Regions from separate parts of the Sus scrofa genome. Here all the other regions are linked to region 2. Evidence: chromatin contacts called from public Hi-C and promoter capture Hi-C data. All regions are on one chromosome and are shown on one strand. Each heading gives the region's core, a stretch centred on a gene start, on an enhancer-like site or on the middle of the called end of the contact. The rest is flanking DNA. Distances are from core to core; before and after follow the strand shown. Region 1 holds the start of ICA1L (islet cell autoantigen 1-like protein). Region 2 holds the start of BMPR2 (bone morphogenetic protein receptor type 2). Region 3 holds the start of CARF (calcium-responsive transcription factor).

Region 1 (2,700 bases), core at 120-2,619, 410 kb before region 2:
AAAAAAAAAAAGGCCAAAATTCTGCATACTATTTCATATATTTACCTTGAAACGCTACATATTTCAACGTAAGAATCCCTGGTCTAAAGGCATCTTAATATTTTCAGTTTCAATTAGCTGTGTGTGTACTATAAATAACCTACCCTTTCTCCTATTCTAAAACTACTTTTTTTTCCGGTTTTTAAGGTAAGTGCTTTATAATATTCTAGACTCTCACCTCATCTTTTTTTCTTTCATGATCTTACAGACCTTAGTTATTACCTGAAGTGTAAGCTTTTTTTCCTTGCTAACCTATATGCTACAGTTGCAATTAATTCTATTTTGTAGTTTTAGGAAAGGTGATAATATTTTTTTGAGCCACCTTTAAAAAGAAAGCACTTTTGACATAAGTCGTTTTACACCCATAGCAGTTTTACTTTTGCCTTATCTACAATTTTCCCCGTGGGTTTTGTTTGTTTGTTTTGGTCTTTTGTCTTTTTGCCTTTTCTAGGGTCGCTTCCTGCGGCATATGGAGGTTCTCAGGCTACGGGTGGAATCGGAGCTGTAGCCGCAGGGCTACACCAGAACAGCAACATCCCCATACAAGCCGCGTCTGCGACCTACACCACAGCTGACGGCAACGCCGGATCCTTAACCCACTGAGCAAGGCCAGGGATGGAACCCACAACCTCATGGTTCCTATTTGGATTCGTTAACCACTGAGCCACGATGGGAACTCCCCCCCCCCGGGGTTTTTAAGCACAAATTTTACATTTGACTCTTGAAGATTTTTCAAGAGTTATGTATGTGCGTATTTGAGGCCAGTTGTTAACAGCTGTTAATCCTCTAAACCTTTCAATAGAAGTTTAATATATATAGCACGTGAATGTTTTCTGTATGCCCACGCTGGTACTGAGAAACGCCTGAGGACTGAGGAATGACCAGGGCTCAAAAGCTTACATTCTCGCAGGGGTGGCACCGGACAGGTGCAGTGCCGGTTCAGAGGAAGCGCGGGGAGGGAGGGATCCGGGCTCCTGGCTCCGAAAAGGAGTGGAGAATTCCCTCCACTTCTCACGCCTTGAAGGTCTCCTACTCAATACCTTATCCTGGTGTTCTGAGGGGTGTGGTGTTTGTCGTTTCGCTTTATTAAGTAAAGAGGAATTCGGGAAAGGAGGAACTGAGAGGGTCCCGGAATTTCTTCAAGAACCAGCCGAAAGTCGGGCCCCCGCGGGGTTACGCGAGAGCCGAAGCGCCGTGGAAAGTGCGGCTTCTGCGCGCGCCCGGCCGCGGGGTTTAAATCTCCCGCCTCCCGCAGCGGGAGCCCGACACCTCCACGCTCTGGTGCGGAGGGGCACCAGCTGCGGGAGCGGCCGGGCGGCAGCGGCGCTGGGCTCGCGGGCGGCGGCCGTGGGAACGGGCGCCCTGGACCGACCTCTGCGCCGCCCAGCGCGACCGGAGGCGGAGGAGGAGCGGCGCGTCGCGGCCCGGCCGGGCGTCGAGGTGAGCGTCTGCGGCTCCCCTGACCCCCACGCTCCAGGGCGGCGGAGGGCCGCGCCCTCCCAGGCCAGTCGGGGCCGGAGGCCAAACCCTTGGTTCCTATGGCGACGCCCCAAGGTGGAGACGCAGCGGGCGGTGCCTGAGTTGAGCACAAGAGGGCACTTGGGGCCTCGCCGGCCTCCTCGGTTGCCTCGGGGAGCATGAGCCCTTCGGCCTCCCTCCCAGACAAGGTCCTGATGGGAGCTCCTCTGGGCTTAGTATCGGCAGATAGGGCCAGGAGTGGTTTTTGGCTTGGCTGGGTCGCCTCGGGACCAAGGGAGCATCCACCCACGCTCGTCCCGTTAGCTAGAGCGCAGGGCCCTGAGGCTTGTTTGGGTGATTTGTCTCATAGATGGAGATAACTTCCATTAGAGGCAGATGCTCTCGGCCCTGCGGTGCTTTCTTGCTGACCTCCTTTTCACGTCGTGTTTATTTTCATGTCATTATTTTGTAACGGGCATGTCTTCTTTAGGAAGTAAACGGTTAGCGATGGGCAAAAACAAAACATAAGTAAATGTGCGGTTTAAGATGAACTGCGGAAGGCACGAGCTCCCGAAGGGTTCAGCGCTCAAATCTAGAAGCCTGAGGCCTTTATCCCAGCCCCAGGCACCCATCCGCCTCGTGGAAACTCAGCTCACCTGGTCAGATGCCCAAATGCTGTCAGCGGTGAGATACCTGATACTCTGAGAAAGATGGAGAGGGGAAAAAATCCCTCCATTCTGGCAACTAACCCGCGATGCCGTGGATTTGCCAGTAGAGGGGGTGGGATTGTTTTTCATGTAATAGATCTTGATACATAGAACTTAAAAGCTCTCCTAAACTATGAGTCGCTGTGAAAAAGCCTATTGGGAAGATAACGTTTACCCATGGTTTTGGGTTTTCTCTAAGTATTTATGTATTAATTTAATTGGTTCTGACTCAGGCAACATACTGTAAAGTGATAGTACTCTAATCATCTTCACATCAATATTGATGGAGTAGCCAGCCACAGGTGCCTCATCCTTTAGTAGGAGTTGTTTATTCATTTATTGACCAAATAAGCAACCAATGGTATGTATATATTTAATCATATTATATTCGTTGTCTGTGCCTAACATCCAGTGTCCTTTGAAATTTCTGTTTAATAGTGCAGAATGATGTGCATATTGACATTGAAACGTGCAAGACATTATTCTAATTGCCAGT
Region 2 (2,700 bases), core at 169-2,668:
AAAAATCATTCTTTTTTACCCCAAAAGGAATTGTGGCAGTTAAAAATATTAAAACATCAGCATCAAAATACATTCAATTCAGAAGTTCTAATTATTTTAACACAACTATAACAAACATAATAGCCACTAATCAACAATATTAAAAACACAAAAGGAGTGTTCAATTTATCTTTCAGTGTTTTCCCAATGCAGACTTTTTAAATGGAAATAAGCAAGCAATCTCCACATCTAACATAGCAGTGAGAAATTAATGTGAAAATTACACTTAAGAAAAAGTAATTGGAAAGGTGTTATGTTGTCCCTCATCCATTTTTTTCTTCATTCATTTTAAAATATATAATCTATTTGGCCATACTAAACCAAATTTAAAAATTATATGTATCACTCCCCAAAATTTCTGAAAGCAAATCACCAAAAGACTGCTTGAAAAATTAACTGCAAACGTAACATGAGATTTGCACTAAGGCGTTTGAGAATTAAAGACAAAATATCCTAAGGAAAGGATGACTACCATTTCCCTTTAAGCTTCAGCAAAATGTCAAAAGAACTTTCTTTCAGGACTCAGATCTCCTAGAAGTCTGACGTGAGGTCAATGACAGGAAAACCAACAGATGCCAGATGACTAAAAGAAAAGTTACTGAAAATACTTCTAAACCCAACAGTAATTCTAAAAGCAGATAAAATACAAGAGTCCAAGATTGAAAAGATGAAAACATAATTACTTATACCCTTCAAAATAAAATAATACCAATGATAATAACAACTAACAGTACTGTACAATGTATTAAGAATTTCACAGTTCTGGGTTCCTCAACATTTATTCAATTTATTCGGGAACGTTTTGGAATAATGAAAGTAACATGGATTCCCAGAGAGCGATCTAAATCTAAAAATAAGGTTCAAGTGTATGCTCCATAGTTTAATGTTTTTACTGTAAGCCAAATCCTCTTCTTTATATTAAAAAAAAAAAAACCCTACAGTTCTGTTTCCAAAGATCTCATAATAGACACTGTCCACTGGTGATTAAAATATTATTTTTAATCCTGGCATTACCTCACAGCTAAAAATGTCAAGATACCACACCCAATGTGTCTTTTTTCCCCCCCGCGGGTGGGAGGTGTGGGGGTGGGGAATACGAGGAGTGGGGATTCGAAACTACACGACAACATGGAAGGGTAGTTCCCTGGAAGGACTGGAAAGGCGCGCAGGTACCAGGCGATCGGGGGAAGCGTGGCGAAGGGCCGGTGCAGGCCTCGGCCTCTGCAGGCTCCCTCCCTCGCCACCCGCAGGGGAAGTGGCCGGGTCGTGCCACCCGGGGCTACTCACCGGCCGCAGCGCTGACCAGCAGGACGGTCCACAGCAGCGAGGGCACCCGCCGGGGCCACCGCAGCGACGAAGTCATCCCTGGGCCAGTCGAGAAGCAGAAGAGCAGAGAAAATAAATATGGAAAGTGAACACGGGCGGAGAAAGACGGCCGAGAAGCTAGTCCTCGCTCTCGTCGGACTTATCCAGCCCGAAAAACAATGCAGTTTGAAAGGACAAATGGCAGATGAGAGGACCGAGCTGCAGAGCTTTCATTCCGCAGCAGAAATTCCCTTCATTTCTCTCCCTCGCGGCTCGGGGAGTTCGCTCGCCTAGGAGGGGGTGCCTCGGCCCCCCAAACTGAAGGCATGTCCGTGGGGAGAAGCAGGGAGACAAGAAGAAAGCCCCGCAGTTATTTCCCTCGTAGTTTCACGATATCAAAAAAATATCCAGGTCTGGGAGAAAACATATCCAGAGTGGCGAGGGGTGGGGAGCCGGGATTCGATGGGGACGCCAAGGATCAGAACAAGTTCCCGACTGCCGGGAAGGGCAAAGCCGGGCGGGCGGCGGCGCCCGATAGCCGGAGGCGCATCGCCCGTGGCTCCGGGAGGGCAAGATTCCTTTTAAGTTTCGCTTCGGTGCTTCCTTTACTCCGATTTCGAGCACAGCAAATCCTCTTCCTCGACTGGATCGAAAAAGGTGCCTGCCTCCATGGACAAACCCACCGCCTTCACGTCTTCGCGGAACAATCCTGCGAGGGTCTGGCAGGTCCCAGCCGGAGGGCTGAGGGGCGGTGGGAAGCGGGGGAGGGGAGGGGTCTGCAGGCCGGGCCCCGAGCTCCCCAAGACAGCGGGCGGAGGGGAGGTGCGGGGAGGCTGCCCTTTCTAGCCCTCTCCGGTGTACTTCTTCCTCTCTTTTTTACTGCTGCCGCTCCATCTTGCCTGGGGTAAATTCTGCCGTGAAAGCCTCGTCTTCTATGGCTCCCGTGAGCGAATCACAACCCTCCGGAGGAAGCCGCCGCCGCCGCCGCCGCCGCCGCCTCGTTTTCCCGCAGCTCTAGGCTCCGGGCGGAGCTCAGGCGTCGCGGGCCGAGGGCGGGGGGCGGCGGGAGGGCGGATGTAGGTGGCTGGAAAGGGGGGTGGGCAGCAAGGCGGCGAGACACCCCGCGCCCCTCCGGGAAGCACTTCCAGTGGCTCCGAGCAGACCAGACACAAAGGGGGGAGTCGCCGCAGCTGCCAGTCTGCGGCGCTCCCGGTCACCGGAGTCGCCCCGCCTCCGCCTCCTCCGCCTCCGCCTCCTCCTCAGTCTCCGGCTCTTCCCGGCCCTGTCTGTCTCGGGCCTGTGGTGCAGCGCGGGCGGCGGCGGCAGCAGCGGCGGCGGCTGCGGCGGCGGCGAGAC
Region 3 (2,700 bases), core at 195-2,694, 440 kb before region 2:
GTCCTTATTCACGTTGTCAAAGCTTCTAGTTCACCTGGTATCTAAAGGGTAATGGTGGTAATAATAGTTAACATTTACTCTGTGGCACTTAATCTCACAGTTGACCAAGATGTGTCACAGAGAAGTTATTAAGTAGCGGAGGCAGGATTCGAAATAAGGCATTCCGGTTCCACTACCCACATTCTAAGGTGAGTAAACGGAAAACGGTCCTAATTTCACTGTCATTGCTGCTAATAACAGATTATTTTTCGCTTACAATTGTTTAAATTCCTTCTCATAGTCTATGATTGATTTAAAAACCAGGCGTCTACTTAATCGTAGTACATCTTTAAGCAACGTAACCAAGGAGAGCTTTAGTTGTTTTCACCTGCACACATACCCCTTCCCAAAATTTTGCAATCCAGTTCTGCCTTACTCTAAACTGCTGTCTCTTTAAATTTCCCTCTTGGAGCTTCTCTAATGAATGCCTTAAAAAGCGACTATGAAATCTAGATAGTATCTCTCCATCCATCTTCCCTCAAAAAAACAACTCGGTTGCATTAGAATAACTCCCGGGACCATTTGGTCTTTGGGTGACTTCAAAAAAAAAAAAAAAAAAAAAGAAAAGAAAAGGTAAAAAACCGTAGAGAGTGTGGGAGGACGCCTTTCTCCTTCTAGATAGTATCTCTCCATCCATCTTTCCTCAAAAAAACAACTCGGTTGTATTAGAATAATTCCCGGGACCATTAGGCCTTTGGGTGACTTCAAAAAAAAAAAAAAGAAAGAAAAGGTAAAAAACCGTAGAGAGTGTGGGAGGACGCCTTTCTCCTTCTAAAAGGAAATTAAAAGGGGGCTCCTAAAGAGAAAAAAAGAACTCTAAAAAGCGGGGCGCGGGGCTGCGCATGGGACTACACACTGGGCGCTCCAGCCCAGGGGTCCGAATCCAAGGCGGTTCTTCCTTGCGCTCTGAAACCCTCCTAAAAACACGAACTTCCACCTTCTCCAGCGAACCCCGTCCCGGGCGGGGCGCAGTAGGCCTCGACACATAGGGCCCCGAATACCGCCCAAGGTGGGGCGCTGAAGGCGCCACCGACGCCGGGTTGCAGCAGGGGGCGGGGGCCGGCGGTTGCTCAGGGACCGGGCGGGTCAAGAGGCGGCGGGAGGAGGAGGCAGCAGGAAGAAAGGGGGGTTGGGAGGTAGTGTCCCGTCCGTCGGCGCAGACAGCTCTCCCAAACCTCGGACTCCCCCAGTCCCACCGCGGCCGAGCGCCCTATAGGGCGAGAAGGGAAGTCCAAAAAGTGCTGGAGTAGAGGGAAGAAAATTCAAAACGAGTCTACTCAACCTCGTCTTGGCTCCGAGGCCCCGCCATGGAGACCCTCACAGTGCGCAGGCGCACCCCTCCGGGAGCGCGCAGCGCAGTCGCTCGAGATAAGACCACTATCAGCCACCGTCGCGTTTCCCTTCTGATTCGTTCTTTCTTTCGTATCCCCTCCTCTCACCTGGATCTAAAGCTTGAAGCTAGTGGCGAAACACCAAGAAAAATCTCGGTAGACCGAAAGTGTGATTGGGAGTATGCTTGAGCAGATAAGCCCGGAAAGGCTTTCGTGAATTAAAGCTGATGGCAGAGGAAATATAATAGATATTTGGCTGGAGTCGGGAAGGTTTAATGCAAATAAGATATCCCTAGGGGAGAGAGGCAAGAAAGACTACAATTCCCAGTGGGTACAGCTTCTGACAAGCGCTGCTTTCTGGGGTTTGTAGTATCTAGGAGCTGTGTTTGAATTATCGGGCCTAAGGATGGCCTCTTTAAAAAAAAAAGAGAGAGAGAGAGAGCGCGGATAAGCGGATTTGAATCAGGCCTCTCTGTATTTTCATAATCGAGCGCAAGCTTAAATATATATATTTTTTAAATACAAACAAAATTAAAGGGAAACGTCGCCTTTAAGACTATGCCTTACTAATCGATGACTCCTAAATCTAGGAATAGGTAGTCGATGTTTGTGGGCTGGGCCTTGTGGAAGGGGAGCCTCGTGGTGCTTTCTGGCTAGGCAGGCCGGAGGAAGGAAAGCGGAAGCCCGGAGTTGGACTGCAGTTTTTCATATACACGTGCAGTGTAATTTTGAGCAACCTCTTTTTGTAGCCTTAAAGACCCGAGCACGGGTTATCTAACTGTTACCCTGTACGTTTCTGTAGGCAAGCCATGGCTCAGCTCCAGACACGCTTCTTCACTGACAACAAAAAGTAAGTATGCTTACTCTCTTCCTCTACCCACTTCTCCCTTCCCTGGGATTCTTTGAAATGACCGCTTAGGGATGGCCTTGTGCATCCCTGGTTGTCTTTGCCGTCAACTCACTTTTTCTGTTTTGCTAGACTCCTCGCTTGAGCGCGTTTTCCGCCCGGGTGAAAGCAGTACCTAGCGAGAATTTCTCAAGGATCACCGATCCTTCTGCCTGGCTTCTCAAGCTCTGTGTAATTTGAAGTGTAGAGGGGCCTGAAAGGCCTTAGGTTTGCGTCCTGAATGAAGCGCATTATATGTAACTGAACAATTAACAACAGGCCAAGTCGTTATATCCTGTCTGCTAGTGGTGTTTCCCAGTATCCGAAAACACGATTTCATTTTCTTAAATAGGTAATAGACAATGCCGTTCTAAACCAGGCTAGAAAGTAGAGCTCTCAATAGGGGGTTGATAGAACTGGCTTTAGGTAGGAGTGTGAAGTCAA

Evidence for each region. Promoter capture Hi-C pulls out the DNA fragments that hold promoters and counts their contacts. Hi-C and Micro-C count contacts between places; a contact is called where the count stands out from the background.
Region 1: a Hi-C map of embryonic fibroblasts shows a contact between it and region 2, with 2.9 times the contacts expected there. The contact joins the promoter of ICA1L here to the promoter of BMPR2 in region 2. A contact is called at or near these places in 1 of 5 promoter capture datasets (fetal liver) and 3 of 47 Hi-C or Micro-C datasets (embryonic fibroblasts, epiblast stem cells and subcutaneous adipose tissue).
Region 3: a promoter capture Hi-C map of liver shows a contact between it and region 2, with 5 times the contacts expected there. The contact joins the promoter of CARF here to the promoter of BMPR2 in region 2. A contact is called at or near these places in 2 of 5 promoter capture datasets (fetal liver and liver) and 2 of 2 datasets of contacts at active chromatin or transcription factors (alveolar macrophages and skeletal muscle).

Annotation. Positions count from the first base shown.
Region 1 is chr15:106,376,242-106,378,941 of Sscrofa11.1, reverse strand. It overlaps ICA1L (islet cell autoantigen 1-like protein), which reads left to right and starts at 1,369. Exons shown (of 13, transcript XM_021075560.1): 1 at 1,369-1,479.
Region 2 is chr15:105,970,295-105,972,994 of Sscrofa11.1, reverse strand. It overlaps BMPR2 (bone morphogenetic protein receptor type 2), which reads right to left and starts at 1,418. Exons shown (of 13, transcript NM_001204900.1): 1 at 1,327-1,418. The coding sequence starts at 1,402.
Region 3 is chr15:106,409,162-106,411,861 of Sscrofa11.1, reverse strand. It overlaps CARF (calcium-responsive transcription factor), which reads right to left and starts at 1,444. Exons shown (of 18, transcript XM_021075550.1): 1 at 1,322-1,444. It overlaps WDR12 (ribosome biogenesis protein WDR12), which reads left to right and starts at 1,139. Exons shown (of 14, transcript XM_003133592.6): 1 at 1,139-1,526; 2 at 2,173-2,220. The coding sequence starts at 2,180.